4 separate regions of the Mus musculus genome follow, and regions 1, 3 and 4 are each linked to region 2. A link is a contact called in public Hi-C, HiChIP or PLAC-seq and Micro-C data. All regions are on one chromosome and are shown on one strand. Each heading gives the region's core, a stretch centred on a gene start, on an enhancer-like site or on the middle of the called end of the contact. The rest is flanking DNA. Distances are from core to core; before and after follow the strand shown. Region 1 holds the start of 4930417O22Rik (RIKEN cDNA 4930417O22 gene). Region 2 holds the start of Slc25a39 (solute carrier family 25, member 39). Region 3 holds the start of Meioc (meiosis specific with coiled-coil domain). Region 4 holds the start of Mpp2 (membrane protein, palmitoylated 2 (MAGUK p55 subfamily member 2)).

Region 1 (4,546 bases), core at 398-2,897, 460 kb before region 2:
ATGCTTCTGTCCAGACCATTGGCAGGACTCCACACTCCGACTCCATACTTGTGCCGTGACCTTCTATCTGGGTCCATTCTTCACCTTTTAAGGACTGGGGAATTTTTTTTTAAATACATAATCTGGATTTTAGAGTCTCCAACAAAAGCAATACCATGTATAAGGGTGTATAAATAGAATTACTTTTGACAGTAACTATTGCTAATAAGTGGCATAAAGTCATCTTTATATCTTATATAGGCATAAGTCATCTTTCTGCCTATATGAGGCAGATTTGTCCTTTGTATAAGAATTAGAAAAGTTTTGTAAAAGCAGAAAACACACACACACACCACCACCACCACCACCACCACCACCACCACCACCACCAGCACCACCAGCACCACCAGCACCACTGCCACCCAGACACAGCTCAGTCAGGGCCAGCTGATGTGGTAGGGCTGCCTCAGAACCCAGCTGGAGTGTGATTTTAAATTCAGCTTCCTGGACTCAGCTTCGGAACTGCCTGTCAGAATCCGGGGAGCAAAGCAAAGGCCTGGAAATGTGAATTCATCCCAGCTCCCCTGCTGACTCTGAGGTACCCCAAACTGCTAATTTCATTGGCTTCCTTGTAATCGTTTGACCAAGACATTAGAGGTCAGGAGAAGGGAGAAAGAAGGTGGTAGATTCAGGAGGGAAATGGAGAGAATGAAGGAGATTTCTAGGACATAGAAGCCAGACTGGGCCTGTGCTGGTTGGAGAACCAGAGGCTAGGCTGAAGGTTTGCAGGGCTGGGTAGCATGGAGGAGCTGTGGTGAAGCCAGGGTCCAGGGTACAGCACCAGAGAGGTTGGACTACTTAGCTGGCCGGATGAACAGAAGCAGGGGTGGGTGGGTGAATAAACTGGTCCCACGGTGACTTTGTAGTGTGTGTCTTTATCTCCCTAGAGAGAAAGAAAAGGGCAGGGGAAGAAATTTAGAGGGAGTTTATGAATGACGGAGATTTAAAGAAAAGCCTTTGCTGGAAAAGGCATGCAAAGTACAGAGGAGTCAAGATGAAGAAATAGAAGAAGTTGAAGCCTTAGTGGGGGTGACAAGAGCGTAGCCAGGAGACTAAGGAGAGGGAATGTTGGTGTATGTATGTATGTGTGTATGTATTTATTTTTTTATGTATGTATTTGTGGAGGGTGTTCAGGTGTGTGCATGTGTTTGCCTGTGTGTGGATGTATGTGCATGTGTGTATTTGTGTGTGTGGAGACAAGAGGTTGACCTTTGATGTTCCATCTTGTTTCTTGAGACAGGGTCTCTCACTGATTACTAATTAGGCTGGGCTGTCTGGCCAGGAGCTTTAAGATCTCTGCTCCCTGCCTTCCAGGTGCTGGAAATACATCCATGTGCTGGGAATTGAACTCCAGTTCTCACGATTTTGCAGCAAGCATATTACCAACCAAGCCATCCCGCAGGACTCAGTGAGCTCATATTTAAATGACACCTTGGTGGCCATGGTAACAGTGGTAGCGGAGTGACCAATGGCCCACCTGCCAAGACTACGGTGCTGCTTTCTAGGAACTAAAAGGGCAAGGTGGATGAGGGCGGAAACCGGATGGATGAGGACTAGTGGGCAGAGACAGCGGATAAGGGACCAGGTGGAAGCTAACTAAACCGGAAGTGGAATCTTTTCCTGAAGGGAGGGCTAGATGACTCCCTGAAGAGCCTTCCCTATCCCAGGTATGGATGACATTTTAAAGAGTCACCCGGCGCACACCATCATCAAAAGTTGGCAACTTCGTTTTACCTCCGGGTCTCCTTTCCGAAAGGAAAAGGCACCGGGGCTGGCAGAGAGCATGTAACTTAGACCGCCATCCCTGGTTTCGTGCCGGCACACGGTCCAGCCACATTTTTAGAAAAACGTTCCCTTTTAAATTTGACTTGTCTTACTTAGCCAGATTGACAGGGCGGGGGTGGATAAGTCCCTATGAATAGTGAGCACACGTGAATGAGGAGACTCATTATCTTAAATTGAGACTGGTTTCTAAGAAAAAGAGAAAGGGGAAAAAGTCACTGGGCCGACAGCTTCCCCCCTTCCCCCAGCCCGTAGAGGACCAGGGCTTTGCCACCCTCCTCCCTGTGAGTACACAGACTCCACTGGGCCCCAGCAAGAGGAAGGAAACAGACAGAGGGAGGAAATCAAGAGATTAGAGAAGTTGACAGACGGAAATAGCGACTCAGGAGCCGCGCTGTCCCGGCCTCGTTCCCCAGGGAGCCTTTTGTACCACGGAATCTAGTTGCCTGAATGAAAAATGATATCATTTATTTCTTTTGTCCAGGTTGCACTGTTTTCTGCAGACACAGAAATAACCTAACACCGCAACACCCGACTGTTGGCCAAGTGATAGAGTTATCTGTCATCTTGGCCCTCAATAATGTCCTGAATAAACAACCACAGGCTTGGTGTTCTAGGGAGGGGCCCTGCTCCCCCATCCCCGTGATGACTCTGCAAAGAGGCTTGAATGAGCAGCTGGCCGAAGCCAGTGCTGCTAGCTTGAGAAGGAGGGTGACTTTGTAGATCACCAGCAACACGTGCATTCAGTCCACAAACACTTGCAAACTCTGACTCTGGCCAAACTTAGTGCAAAAGGCTTGCAACTACAGATGTGCAGAGATGGCTGTGTGTTGGCCAGAAGTCAATATCAGATATCCTCCCGGGTCACTCACCATATTGTCTTTTCAGACAGAGTTTCTCACAGAACCTGGAATTCAAACTCCAGGGCTCCACCTGTCTCTGCCCCTGAGGCCCAGTACTAGGAGTTACAGATGTGTGTCAACGGGCCTTGTTGTTACATAAATACTGGCAACCTAAAAGCTTGGCTTGAAGTTTATCTTTTAGATAATAGGGCACTGTGGTTTGAACAGGGAAGGGAAGTGGTTTTGTATTAGAACTGCCTTGGTTCATTTTCGGTGGTTAACTACCTGAGGCTAGTTAATTTATTTAGAGGTGTGCTTTTTTTGCTCACGACTCTGGAAGCCTAAGAAGATTTGTATGACTTCTGGTGAGGACCTTCATGCTGGATAACATCATGGTGGAGGTCATTACGCCGCCAGCATGTGCAATAACCAAGCCACTTTCTTAATAGCTCATTAATCCATTCATGAAGATTCTGTTTCCGGGATGCAATTGTCTCTTTCCAGATGGCACAATGGAGATGGGGTTTCAGCATAAGCTCTATCAGGGGCATCATTCCTTGGGGTCATGAAGAAACCCTACCTTATGTAGTGTTTAAAACTATCTTTACTTATTGGGGTTACACATAAGCCACAGCACATGTGTGGGAAGTTTGAGGACAACTTACGGGAATCTCTTCTCTCTCTCCACCATGTGGATTCCAAGACCAAACTTAAGTTGTCAGATTTTGTGGCAAGCACCTTTACCCCTAGAGCCATCTCAGTAGCCCTCCACCCTTTGTTCTCTCAGGAGACAAATGCAGATATCTTTCTTATAAATTGCAAGGGTGAGAACATAGAAAGAATCGAAATATCCACTCATGGCAAATGACTGGGCAGTGACATCTTCGTAAAATGGGACAGTGTCCAGTAGTTTTAAATGATCTGGCATGAGGCTAGAGAGATGGATCAACAGATAAGAGCATTTGGTGCTCTTGCAGAGGACTAGGTCTTGTCTATGGAGGTCAGAAGAGGCTGTTGGATCCCCTGGAAGCAGAGATACAGTTGAAAGCCATCATGTGGGTGCTGGGAATCAAAGCAAGATCTGAAGCAAGGGCAGCCAGAACTCTTAACTGCTGAGCCAGCTCCCTAGATCAGTTAATATATATATATATATGTTTTTTACTTTTTCCTTGATAATTGTATTTGATCATTCCCACCCTGATTCCTCTCCTCCAGATAAAAAAATACTGCCAGGCAAGAAGGGGCCTGTGGGAGAGACTCAGGCAGCCTCTCAACTTCCCCTAGGCTTGTCTGGATGCAGGAGATCTTATGGCAGAAGGCAGATCTTATGGAATCTCTGAGAGGCATGCATACAGGAAACGCACTAGTTTCTTGGGCTGAGAGGCAAGGTCCCAGCCCCCTGCTCAGTGTTCCTGGAAGGTGTGGAACTCTCTCTTGTACAGGCTGGCCCTTCTGACCTGCTGTGATTTCTAGATCTCTACCTTGTTCAGTTTCCAGTACGCCAGTACCAATCTTGGAACCTGCCCACCAAAAGGCAGAAGTGATGTTTTAAAGTATCTAGGAAAGTCTTTTAGCAAAGCATAGTCTAATAAGAATGGTGTACATGCATGCTTTTGTGAGTGCATGACTCTGTGTGTGTGTGTGTGTTTGTGTGTGTGTACTTAAGTTTCATGAGCCAAGTAGAAGTGAATAGTGAATGTTCCCTAAGAGGGTTTGCAGTAGCTTTGGTGACTCGAGGATGCTCACTGATAAGGATGTTCAGTTTAGGGAAATATGAAGGACTCCTCTTTGAGAATGCACATCTGGAGACTGGAGAGATGGTTCAGGGTTCATAGACACCTGCTGCTTTACAAAGGACAGGAGTTTAGCTTCAAGCACCCACA
Region 2 (4,055 bases), core at 861-3,360:
AAACCTAAACAAACAAACCACACAAACCCCCACCCCCACCCCCAAAACCACAAAAAGCAAAGAACAAAACAATTCCATAGTAAAGAACTTTACTAGTGTGTATTACGCTATTAGGTCCTGTTTTTGATTCTCAGCATCAGGACCAAAAAGCTTTCTGAAGGAACAGCCTCCCAGGTAAGCCCTTCCTACACTGAACAACCACCCCATTTGCTTTCCATTCCCCACACCGGCAGCCTAGCCAAATCCAAATCGAGTCCCTCAGAGACACATTGATTCTGCTCCTTACCAAGGTGCCAGTGAACCGTGTGGGGTCCTGAAACCAGGTGGCACAGCGGGTACCATTTGGGCACAGGTACAGGGGCTCCAGGACTCCATTGCAGTATAGGAGGCACTTCCCTGGGGACTGTAGAGCGGAGGATGCTGGGAAAGGGAACGGACATTAGGGTGGAAGGGCCTGGAGCCTTGCTGGGTGACATAGCTGGGTCAATATGTGGCTATTCCAGTGTCAGAAAGCTGACTAATGTGGCCTCAAAGTATGGGGGGGCAGGAGGGGATCTCGAGAGAGGGTTTCTCTGTGTAGCCCTGGCTGTCCTGGAACTCACTCCATAGACCAGGCTGGCCTCAAACTCAGAAATCCGCCTGCCTCTGCTTCCCAAGTGGGACATTAAAGGTGCGCACCGTGCACCACCACTGCTGGGCTCATGTACTACTCTATGATCATGGGTAACCCAGGTACTCGAGGGATACTCAACACTTCTTCCCTGGGCCCTCCCAAGGGCCTGGGGCTTGGGGCACTCACATTTGGTGTAGGAGAGACTCCAGAATCTGGAGGGAGTTGTCAATTCTGAAACACAAAGGTCAGCCCTGGTGGTCAGGAATGCAGCCTCCCCCACTAGAACCCCATCTCTGGGAAATCCTTATTTTGTCAGGCAGCTCGCCTTGATCTGGTACTCACCGCTGGTTGCCGAGGGTCTCTGAGACTGAAGGCGGACCTTCACCACATCCAGGGGTGTCACTGGGGAAGGAGGTAGGTCTGAAGGTTCCTTCAGGACACCACTCACCCTCTTCTTTATCAGAACCAAACTGCCTCCAACCTTTAGCCCACATTAACCCCCAGCTGCCCCATCCCCCATCTCCCCAGGTCTTACTGAAGAGGGAGGTGACCACAGCCCCGGCTCCTGAGGCCACCATTTGCTGAAGGGGGCTAATGCCCCCAGGGTCCTGATCATCCATCTTGGAATTTCAATCCTGAAAACACACACCACAGTCAAATGGAGCTTACCCCCTGACAAGGCAGGCCTGAGTGGGGGGAGTGGGGAGCAAGCATGAGCTAAGGTGCTCTGGGACTTTAACGACAGCGCACTCAGGTCTCATCCAGAGTTTGCCTCTATAATCTTTAAAATCTAGAAATGTGCTCACTTTGCCGAGGGGAAAACTAAGGCTCAAAGGTTGCTGTGACCTTCAAGGTTACGTCATTCGTTTGGAAAGAAGCTAGAATAGCCGTCGGCCAAAGACAGTGATGGCTATTTTCTCAGCCACATGCTCCTCCAGACCAGAGGCCGAAAGATCAAACACCTGAGCCCCTCCACCCAACATCTGGGCGGACACATGAGCGCCCCGGGCGAGGAGAGGTCGAGTCGGGCACCGAGAGAAACGTGTAAACAAATCTGCTGATAGAGGAAGGTCCACCTTCCTTCCCAAGATTGCTGGCCCTCCCCCACACTGCCTGCCTGGGGCCAGAGAGGACAGGCCGTGAGGCCTGGATGGCAGGACATTCTCTGTCTGCCTCCTCTCTCTCTTAAACACAAGCCGCGGAGATGGAAGCAGAGACCTAGTAACAAACCCTTTCACCGAGACTCGGCCGCACTCCATGCCCAGGCCCAGTAAAGGGGTTCACGGAGAGGCCCACCCCCTTCCCGCGGCCTCGATTCCCCTCCCAGCCGGGGACCCTCGGAGAACCCACTCCAGCCCAGGCCCGCCCACCTGGCTCGGAGCCGGTCCTTGCGCCGCGCCACGCCAGGGGCCTGGCGGGCCCATAGCGGCTCCGCGGCCGGTGCAGGGTCCGCGCGTGCCCGCTTCGCACAGCGGCCGCCCGGGAGAGCGGTGAGACCGGCTCCGCCCCCAGAAGGCGAAGCCCCGCCCCGTGGCCGACCGGCCGCGCGCACGGAGTGCAACGAGCTCCGCCCACTCGCGGCCCTCCTCCCACCCCCCCAGTTCCGCCCTTGCGCCGCGGCCGCGTGGGCGGGTCGCCGCGGCCCCGCGCTCCTTGCGGCCGGCAGGTCAAGGTCGCCGACTGGACGGCGCTTGCACCCGGCTCCAGTAGCTCTCCTCTGCCCACGCCCTGCAGGAGTGTTGTCCGGGGAGTCCAGACCTGCGATCGCTGGAACTTTCCTGACCGCTTGGGTATTGCTGCTCCGCGTCCTTTTACGAGGCAGCTGCCGCGAGGGTCGGTTCTTCAAGGTCATCAGAGTGTGGGACAGCAATGGCAAACATCTGCCCACTTAGCTCCGTGGCGGGAGTTTACGATTTATGGCGAGCCTGTTGGCTGGAATCACCATCCTCTTTTACGGATGATGAAACGGGGTTGCAACCCCAGAACGCTTTATGACCTGCAGGGCAGCCTTGTCAGCCGACCTGCAACCTGGGCTAGACGTGGTGTGGCCCTGGGCAAATTTACAGGACCTCTTTGGGCCGAGGACACAGAGAACGTAGAGCAAGAAAGAAAACCAGTGTTTCGCGACAGATCTTAGACTGTTACCACTTTTAATACTTAGAAGTTTTTTGTTTCTTTCCCCCAAGACGATCTACGTAACCTTTGCTGGCATAGTTTCCAATGTAGGCCAGAAATGGCCTCTACCAAAACTTTTCATAGTAGGTAATTACAGACGTAGGTACCCCCATTTTACAGAAAATGAAATGGACTCAAGTTAAAACTTTTGCCGCTGCCTTCCCCGGTGGGCTTGCAAACAGCGCTGTTTCCGCACCAGCTCAGTACCCGGCACCCCACCGCCCGCCTCGCCTCTAAGACTTCCAAGCTAAAACGGTGTTAACAGAAACTGGAACACGCGGTGTGAGGCTGCACCTTTAAGAAGAAAAGGCCGCGGCTTTGACGTCACTACCGTCTCCGCCCCTCAGTCCCCAACTGGTTGCAGACCGCGCTGGAGCCGCCCAGCCAGCCCAGCTAGCACGTGGATTCCAAGTGGCCAACCATAACTTTACCCTGAGAAAACCCTTTCGGCATTTCCATGGCTCGGATCCTCCAGCTTTGGGGGCGGAGTGAGAGCAAACGGGTAGTTAGGAAAGCAGCCAATGATCAAAAGGCCCGGGCAGTCGGTTGGCCGTGAGGCAGAGGCGGCAGGAGAGTCACGAGTGAAGTGTCGCTTGTGCTGCCCTGTCCTATCCTGTGTCCTCTCACCCCAAACCTGGCTTAAAAGTAACACAAAAGCTGGGCATGGTGGCGCACGCCTTTAATCCCAGCACTTGGGAGGCAGTGGCAGACGGATTTCTGAGCTCGAGGCCAGCCTGGTCTACAAAGTGAGTTCCAGGACAGCCAGGGCTATATAGAGAAACCTTGTCTCGAAAAACCAAAAAAAAAAAAAAAAAAAAGGTAACACAAAAGTCGTTTCATAAGCTGTCGGTTCAGTTGGGAATCCAGCGCCTGCTAAGGCCATTTCAACCTCAAAGTTAATGTTTTACCACGTTTCTGAGCAGAGATGATTTTTCTATTCTGTAGAGAAGAAAACTGAAGGCCCTGTGTATAATCTCTTCTCTCCCCCTCTCTCTCTCCCTCTCTCCCTCCCTCCCTTTCTTGTTTATGATTTGGGGTTTGGCTTTATTTTCTGTTTGTTTTGAAGCAGTGACTCATAGCCCAGGCTAACCCGAAACTCCATGTTTAGGCAAGAATTACTTCGAACTCCTGCCTCCCAGATGCTGGGATTACAGGCATGAAAGACCATAACCAGCGGTAATTAATTCTTTGCCCACCCCTTACCCCAACTTCCAGTTTATAGATGAGAAAAGAGTCCCCTGAAGTCACTCAAAAGATCCTATTTGCT
Region 3 (4,217 bases), core at 650-3,149, 260 kb after region 2:
CGATGGAATGTTTCAATCTCCGAGGAAACTGTTATGGAATAGCTTCCATGTGGAGGCCAGACACCTACTTCAGGTTTCAAAACTCAGATGCTAGCCACCTTATACTTAGACATTTTGTTTTGTTTTTTTGAGACGGGGTTTCTCTGTGTAGCACCAGCTGTCCTGGTATATGCTCCATAGACCAGGCTAGCCTCAAATTCAGTGAACTGCCCCACCCATCGATCATTTTTTAAGTTTAAGAATTATATCAGAGTCAGGCAGTTGATGCATGCTTTTAATTCCAGCACTTACATCAGAGGCAGGTGGATCTCTGTGAGTTTGAGGTCAGCCTGGTCTATAAAGTGAGCCCCTGGAAAGCAAGGGCTATGTAAAGACTCTCTAAACAACAACAAAATTTTTTTTAATCTATTATATGGGCATATATGTGTTTATCATGTTTATCATTAGGATATATATGTGTATGGAAGTAGATGCAATACAGAACACATGGGGAGACCAGCAGACAACTTGGTGGAGTTGATTCTCACATTGCATGATGGCTCAAACTCAACCATCAGTCTTGCTTTTACCTATTGAGCCATCTCACTGTCCCCCACCTTGTCTTTGGAGATAGGTCCTTGCTGAGGAGGTACACTGGTCGGCCAGTGAGGCCCCGTGATCCAACTGGACCTCCCAAGCGCTGGGATTACACATTTATCACACCTGGGATTTTTTTTGCCATCGGTTTTGAAGATGAGACTTAGGTTCTCATACTTGACGGCAAGTAATTTACTATCACCCCAACACCAAATCTCTTTTTTAAAGTTTGTGTGTGTGTGCCCATGCGCACGTACTTGCCCATTTGTGTCTGTGTTGGAAGCCAGAGTTTGATATGGTGTATTTCCTCTGTCATTCCCCATCTTGAGTTATAGATGGTTATGCATCTGAAAAAACCGTCAGGTCTGCGTGGGCCAGTAAACTCATCCCCCTAATCTACCTCATTAGTGCCCGAGCTAAATGATTAATCCGGTGCGTCTCAAATTTTGATTTGAAGTGCAAACACCCTTAAAACGCCTGTGTTTACTCCTTTAAAATTTCAGTGCCCCCCTTCTCCGTGCTCGCGCATACACACATTTTTGAGGACTTTGCATTTTTCTAAGACCCTAATCAGACTATGTCATCATCTCGTAAGGTCGCCGGAATAGCTAGAAAACAGCAAACTATTTTTAGCTAAATTACTATTACTAGCTAAATAACAACAACAAACTCAAAACAAAACAAACAAAAATTCAGGGTGAAGTTTCCTTGAAAAGTCATATTCATATTTAATAGTCAAAACACCTTCACCCTAAAGGAAACCTGGTCCCAGGACAGCGGACAGCTCTCACCATTTAAGCTCTACAAGGGTTTCGTTTCTTTGCCCTCTGAAAAAGGCTACAACAGTCTACTGGGCTGGCGGCTCTGTAGAGTTCTGGGAACTAGGGGCGGAGAACAAGACCCAAAACGAAGATGTTGGCCTCGGGTGCCCTCGGGTGCCGGGCGGAGGGCTTTCGGGTCATCGGCCTGTTGCTGTGCGATTTCTCTAATCTCCCAACCACCGCTACCAAGCCAGTAGGCGCGCGCGCCTCCCATCAGCCAATCAGCGGGCCTGTGCTCGTCCGTTCTGGCCAATCCCGAGCGAGCTTCCTTTGAGCGGGAAACATCTTCAGCCCTGGCCTGAGAGCAAGCCTAGGGCGAAGTCGGCTAACTGCTCCTTCTTAGTCTTGTCTCTGGGGGGGCAACAGACCCTGGAGGCGGTCGCCCATTGGCTGGGCCGCGGGCCAATGAGGGGTGCGAGATGAGGGGCCTCCTGGGCGTGGGCGTGGGCGGGGCGCCGGCGGCCGGTGCCTAGTCGCGAGGCGCGGGGAGCAATGTAACGGCCTCTTCGTCGCACCGTCTCGGCTCGGCCCCCCACCCACAGAGCGGCTCCTGGCAGCGCCGACGGCGGCTGCGGCAGCGGTAGCGGTGGGGTGCGGGCTGAGGGAGCTGGGCCTCGACGTCCTCCCTCACCCCCGTACCCCGGGAGCTGTTAACTAGCTCAGGAGGAGCTGGGGGGCCCCCATGGAGGTGAGCGGCGGAGACACCTGCCGGCCCCGTCACCCCCAAGGCCTGAGGGAGGGACCTGAGGTAACTGGCGGGGGTCGGGGGGACTTCGAGGATGGCAGCCCCCGGGAGAGACGCTGAGGAGAAGGCGCGTCCCTCAGCGTGCTTCTTCTTTAAGGAGGCCCGGGTGGTGGCGGGGTGGCGACACGGGAGATTACGGGTCGCGGGTGGGGGAGCCCCAACATGTCGTCGGGCCGAGTCGCGAGTGGGGGAGGGTTGCGAAGTCGCGAGTCTGGGCGAGGGTTGACCTCCCAGAGGCTTCAGAGCGGAGGCGCCACCTCGGTCAGCCAGTCGCAATGGCGCGGAGGCGTCTGTCAGGGCCGTCGAGGGCCGCTGCCGCCGCCGTCGCGCGTCTCAGAGCTGAGGCGCAGTGACGGGGTGGGGAGGAGGGCTTGAAGAGGAAACGAGGGAGCGGGGTTGGGGGGCCCGAGTTAGTGTCCCCTAAGGATCTGCAGTTAGACGGCCCAGGCTACAGCCCCAGCTGCGCGGCGCTCCGTGACCACCCGGCTTTTCCCCCGTTTCCGAGCAGCCGAAGGTGGCGGCGGCCGCGGCGGCGTTCCGTGGAAGCGCGAATCGGTGCTGGAACCTCAGCGTCGACACCAGCAATAGATTATCCGACGTCTTCAACAGCATGATGCTGACCGGCTCGGCGCCCTTCTATGATTGCTACAAGTCTCAGGTCCATTAACAAATTCAAGACTTTGCTCGTCCTCCCCCCAGCCCTCCCCCCCCAACCCTCTCCCCACCCCGCCCCCCAATCCTCTCCCCACCCCGCTCCCTTTGTAGTTTCCCCACCACCAAACGCAAACCCAGGACCTTCAGCTCCAGTCCCATACATGTTAAAAAAAACTCCAGTCAGAATTAGAAGCTGGGGAAAACGGGCTTCTTTTACTATTATTATTATTAAGTTCTGTATAGACACCAAAATTTTTTAAATTATATATACATATATATGTATATATGTGTTTATTTTATGGTGGTTTTATGGTGGAGGGGCCACAGAGACGTGGCATGACAACAGATGGAGGTTGGAGAACTTTTCAGTTCTCAGCGTCCACCACGTGGGTCCTAGGGATTGAACTCAGGTCCTCAGGATTGAACTCAGGTCCTCAGGATCAGCAGCAAGCACCCTGCCGCCCAACCGACTGGTCCAGAGGAGAATATTTTAGAGTTTGCACAGTACACACTTGGTTTTGGACATGGGGAAAATTTTTTTTTAATTTAAAAAAGAAATTTAAGCCAGGCAGTGTTGGTGCACACCTGTAATTCCAGCACTCGGGAGGCAGAGGCAGGCAGATCTCTTGAGTTCGAAGCCAGCCTGGTCTACAAAGTGAATTCAAGGACAGCCAGGGCTACACAGAGAAACCCTGTCTTGAGAAAACGAAAACAATAATTTATTTTTTTGTATATGTATGGTAGTTTTGCCGGCGTTGCAAGCTGCCATTGATCGTTGATCCTTCAGAAGAGCAGCCAGTGCTCTTAACCTCTCCAGCCCTCCAAGAAAAGACTTTTTTCATTGGCTCATTCCCTTTCTGTCCTTAGTATATAACATGTCAGTAATGTAAAAATTAATTTAGCAAGTAAGAAAGTTATTTAGCAAGACTAAATATTGTTTTATTTTAAGCATGTATTGTAATGCCTTTTAGTTTTTAATTTCAAACATACTTGCAATTTTAAAGGTAAATTTTTTTATACCTTTAATTTTCTTTACAGTGTCTTTAATTACGTGCTGTTTACCTCACTAAAACTTTGGTTTTGGGTTTTGTTTTGTTTGTTTGTTCTGGCTTCTCAAAGCACAGTTTTATTTCTCTGGTGTCACCCTAACTCTCCTGGAATTGACTCTGTAGACCAGGGTGGCCTCCAACTCAGAGATCTGCCTGCCTCCTAAGTGCTGGGATTAAAGGTGTGCGCCTCCAGGCCTGGCAAGACAAAATTTTTAAAAATTAGGCATAGAATAAAGTTTTTAAGAATGTGTATGAGTGTTTTACCTGCATGCTTTATGTACACCATGTGCTTGCCTGTAAAGGACAAATGAGGCAGTATTTCTAGAACTGCAGTTACAGATTGTTGAAAGCCGTCATTTGGATGCTGAGAGT
Region 4 (4,020 bases), core at 992-3,491, 320 kb before region 2:
TGGGACAGGGAGAAGTGAAGGGCAGCAGCCAGAAGCAGGCATGGAGTTTGCAGTCCCATCCCCATCCCCGGGTCTCCCAAGCTAAGCTTGGCTCCTTCATCCTCCGTGGAAAGGAGAACAGGGTGACCCACTACTCTTTCTCCCCTTGCCTTCCTGGGCATGTGTTACTGGATAAAACCCTAATTCCCCAGTTGCCATGACAACAGGAGGCAGTGGCTCTCAGCAAGGGTGGGGGAGTAGGGGGAAGCAGCTGGCAGTGCCCACTTTAAGACTAAATGCATCCCCACCACCACCACACGGGGAGCCATAGGGCCACTCCACCCTCCCAGCCTCTCCCCTCTCCAACCCAAAATAATTCTCAGAGGAGCAACTACAGGTTTTAATAAAATTCTCTCTCTCTCTCTCTCTCTCTCTCTCTCTCTCTCTCTCTCTCTCTCTCCTCTTCCTCCTCCTCTTCGCTCTCCCTCTCCCTCTCCCTCTCCCTCTCCCAAGCCTAAGATAATGACAGCTCCAGAAACCAAATGACAAAGGTGAGGGATACGATTCCCTTTCCTCCCGGATCTTTTCCAGAAAAATCGAACTTGCAGAGAGAGAGAGAGAGAGAGAGAGAGAGAGAGAGATGAGGGGAACCCCTTTCACGCTAGCACCACTGGTTAAAAGAAATGTCCAGGTTACACTGTGCCAGCGCCAGTGTCCCCTCTGTCAACTCCATGTCCTTATTCCTAGAGAGCAGGGGACAGCTTCTCAGGCCTTGGGCCATACTCCCCACTAGAGGTGCTTGCTGTGGTTCCTCTTTTCCTGGAGCAGGGAAACGGGGAAGAGCCAGGGAGGAGCCTGTGTGAAACCCTAGGCCCAGGAGTCCTGCCCAGTAAGCCTGGGTCTGCTCCCTGAGGAGTTGGTTCCCACGGCGTCGGCTCGCTCTGCCCCACCCCCACCCAAGCCTCTGAGAGGGCGGGGCCGCCCGTGCCCACAGGAGAACGGCAGTGCCAGGCAAGCTAGCCTGGTTCCGTGCCAAGGTCCCCGGGCCCAGTCATCACGAAACCAGCATCACGGCGCCCAAAAGCCTAAACCTAAGGCCCTCCCACTCCCACCTCCACACGCACATCCGCCACCAAGCTATCCAACCCCCGTCCCCCGGGTGTGTAGGTGAAGCCCGCCAGCTTCAAAGAGAGAGATTTCCTCCATCCTCCCACCCACCCCCGCTCCATCGGTGCAGACTCAGAGAGGTGCGAAAGACGAACGCCTGACAAAGGCACTTTGGAGCCGGACACGGTTATGGGGAGAACTGTAGATAACTGAGGACTGGAGGATGGGGTCTAGGGAGCCGGCGGACGTGCCCGCACTCACAATCAGATTGCCCCCGCCCCTTCAATTCAGCCCTAACCCGCCGGGCGCTAGGACCTAGGAAGGAGGGGGCGTGTTGCGAGCCATCAAAGAAGGTTCTTTGCTTGCGTGCCCGCCGGGACTAGGGGATGAGGTCACTGAATGACTGCCCCCCCCCACGTCCCCCAGGTCTTCATTCCCCACTACCCCTTAGTTGACCTAACTTTCTGACCCTGGCTCCTTGCTTCTGGTGCTGATTCCCTCTGGAATCCCCATACCTTAAACCCTGGCTCCAAAACCCTGCAACCTCCTGGACCTGGCCTGGCACTCTAGGTTAGCAGACCGCCCCTCTCCAGAACCCTCTCTCAGGAATGACTGAGGTGTTGGTCTCTTGGGGTGCAGGGTGCCAAGGGACCCAGTACAATCTTAGTCTAGCTCCCCCAGGGCCGGAAACGCCAGTAGCACGGCTCTTACGTAATGCCGGGATCCGAAGTCCCCCCCCCCCCCCAACCCAACACAGACCCTGGAGAGGCCGCGCAAATACCTGTGCTCCTCTCAGCTCAGCGTCTCTGTGTCCGGTGTCCCTCTGGAGCCCTCATCGCTGGCATGGGAACCAGCATCCCTGGGATGAGGGGTTCGGTTCTCCCTACCGGCATCACACACAGAGAGCCCAGTGCTGCAGCTGGAGAGGGAGTGGGGCGACTTGGGGAAGGGGCCCAGGAGTTTGGACCTGGAGAATAGGATCCCCAAGTGTAGGTGATAGGTCGAAAAGGAGGCAAGGGTTCTGAGGTGGGTGCTGGCCCAGGGGCCTAGGAATACCTACCTGCGTTTTGGGGAGCCCCTAGCTTGGGGCGATTCCGCGCAGCCCGGCGCTCCGCGGTTATTGCTTGTCAATCGCTAGCCGCGCTCTTAAAGCGGCAAGGTCTCCTAGGAGCGAAGGGGCGGAGACAGAAAGGAGAGGGCTGGGACACGGAAGGGACGCGGCAACCTACGGTCCACTGTAAAGTAATCTCCCAGGAGCAGGCGGGTGGGCGGGGAAGTGGTGGTTAACAGGCACCGCAAAGCCCACGACCCCCAACTCTGAGCAGGACCAACGTGTGTTACTTGGCGCGTAGGAATTCTTTAAAAGGGCGATGATGTTTAATAAAAGAAAGGGGGGGAAACTGAGCGCGATGGGATCACCCCCCTTAACGGGACCGCTTAGTCCAGCGTACCAGTCCCCTGAACGCTTCGTCTGTCCTTTCCTAACACAGTTTTGGAAAAGCAAGGGGACATCAGGACACTAACTCTGGTAGGGGATAAGCCTGGGGGTGGCGTTATAGTCATACGGCACATGCCTGCTTCTAAGAAAATTTGAAGAAAAACAGAAAATTTAAGAGAGTGGGACTGTGTTTTTTCATGAAAGGGACCAAGATCCTAATTTTAGCCTTGACGCGGGAAGTTGATCCTTGCCTCTGTTTAAGGCACAAGAGCAGAAGAAACAGTCTCTCCCTCCTAAATCCCGTTTCAACAAATAAGTAGTGACGGCGTCCGGCTCCATTGGTGGGTTGAACGTGCAGGAGAGGCCCTAGATTCTATTTCAGGCAGCAAAACGAAGAAAGCAAAGGGTTAAGCCCGCTAGCCCGCCTTGCTCAGCCTCTGGCTCCTCCCAGACCTGCTAGTAAAAGATACTGCACAGCCTCAGACTATTGGTGGCCCCAAGTGGAAAACAGCCTTCATTCAGTCTGTGCAAGCCGGGGCCTTCCCTGACTTGGGTGCCCCCTAACCCCTCCGCTACCCTATGGAATAGGCGCTCGGTGGGGAGCGGGGCGTTTATATCTTCCTCTTATAACTGAGCTTCTAAGATCCTGGAAACTTGCTTGGAAATCTCGAAAATGAATTGACTTGAGGATTCATGTCTAGATGTGGTCCCAGCCGACCCTGTTAGCAAAGGGAAGCAGTTGGGAATTGGTGTAGGGAAAAGCCAGCGATGGGTCAAAATGCTAAAGGCTGTTAAGTAGCCCACGTCTCTTATTCCTTAGAGAAGAGAAAGTTTTGTAGCGACCCCAGATGGTGGTGGTTGGAACTACAGGCTTCTGTCTGAGGAAAAAGGCTTCCAAACTAGATCTTCCTAATTAAACTCAGGACAAGAGGTCTCCTTCCTCGGAGACTCCCTTGGATCTTACCCACTCACCTCTGCTTAGAGAATCTGTTTGCACTTAGTTGGGTGGGGGAGAGAAATCTTGATTCCTCCCAAAACTTCTCAAATATTACCCCCCATAGCAATTCACAGCAAACTTACTGCATCCAGGATCCCAAGGACACAGTGGGATTCAAGTTCTAATCCACCTAGTGTATTCCAACTCACTATTCTTACAGTCTGACCCCCCACCTATGCACACACACACCTTACATTTGATTGATAGTTTCCTGCAATAGTCCTGTGAGATTAGTGGATGGAAACATTTATCAACAAAGATTACTATGTTCCTGTTTGTTGAAAATGAGGCACCGGTTTCTGTGAACCTAACATACTGGGGCAAGGGTTGGGAAGAGGTGTGTCCTAGAGACACATAGCATGAAGACATGCTATTCTAGTGGTGTGGTTAAATGTTTTAACACATTGCTCGAAGCTGAGCACAAAGCCGTCCCTACCCAGCTCTGGACTCTACCGAGCTTCCTCTCCCTGTAGTTCTAGGGGCTGCACTGCCCCTGGGA

Evidence for each region. A called contact is a pair of places that touch in the nucleus more often than the background predicts. HiChIP or PLAC-seq counts read pairs in DNA pulled down with a chosen protein or histone mark.
Region 1: an H3K4me3 HiChIP or PLAC-seq map of bone marrow-derived macrophages shows a contact between it and region 2, with 2.4 times the contacts expected there. The contact joins the promoter of 4930417O22Rik here to the promoter of Slc25a39 in region 2. A contact is called at or near these places in 2 of 115 datasets of contacts at active chromatin or transcription factors (bone marrow-derived macrophages and pancreatic cancer cells).
Region 3: a contact with region 2 is called in a Micro-C map of embryonic stem cells, with 3 times the contacts expected there. The contact joins the promoter of Meioc here to the promoter of Slc25a39 in region 2. A contact is called at or near these places in 7 of 39 promoter capture datasets (the 3T3-L1 cell line, the HPC-7 cell line, cranial neural crest and 4 more), 1 of 484 Hi-C or Micro-C datasets (embryonic stem cells) and 2 of 115 datasets of contacts at active chromatin or transcription factors (craniofacial prominence and pancreatic cancer cells).
Region 4: a contact with region 2 is called in a Hi-C map of regulatory T cells, with 6 times the contacts expected there. The contact joins the promoter of Mpp2 here to the promoter of Slc25a39 in region 2. A contact is called at or near these places in 1 of 39 promoter capture datasets (hippocampal neurons), 4 of 484 Hi-C or Micro-C datasets (embryonic fibroblasts, embryonic stem cells and regulatory T cells), 6 of 115 datasets of contacts at active chromatin or transcription factors (T-cell acute lymphoblastic leukemia, embryonic basal ganglia, embryonic stem cells and 3 more) and 2 of 9 other capture datasets (adipose tissue and pancreatic islet).

The regions. Positions count from the first base shown.
Region 1 is chr11:101,950,774-101,955,319 of GRCm38.p6, forward strand. 4930417O22Rik (RIKEN cDNA 4930417O22 gene) reads left to right here and starts at 1,648. Exons shown (of 4, transcript NR_045806.1): 1 at 1,648-1,706.
Region 2 is chr11:102,405,407-102,409,461 of GRCm38.p6, forward strand. It overlaps Slc25a39 (solute carrier family 25, member 39), which reads right to left and starts at 2,111. Exons shown (of 12, transcript NM_026542.3): 1 at 1,984-2,111; 2 at 1,149-1,248; 3 at 956-1,015; 4 at 800-844; 5 at 287-420. The coding sequence starts at 1,233.
Region 3 is chr11:102,663,686-102,667,902 of GRCm38.p6, forward strand. It overlaps Meioc (meiosis specific with coiled-coil domain), which reads left to right and starts at 1,900. Exons shown (of 8, transcript NM_001127576.2): 1 at 1,900-2,145; 2 at 2,651-2,800. The coding sequence starts at 2,080.
Region 4 is chr11:102,086,274-102,090,293 of GRCm38.p6, forward strand. Mpp2 (membrane protein, palmitoylated 2 (MAGUK p55 subfamily member 2)) reads right to left here and starts at 2,242. Exons shown (of 13, transcript NM_016695.4): 1 at 2,147-2,242.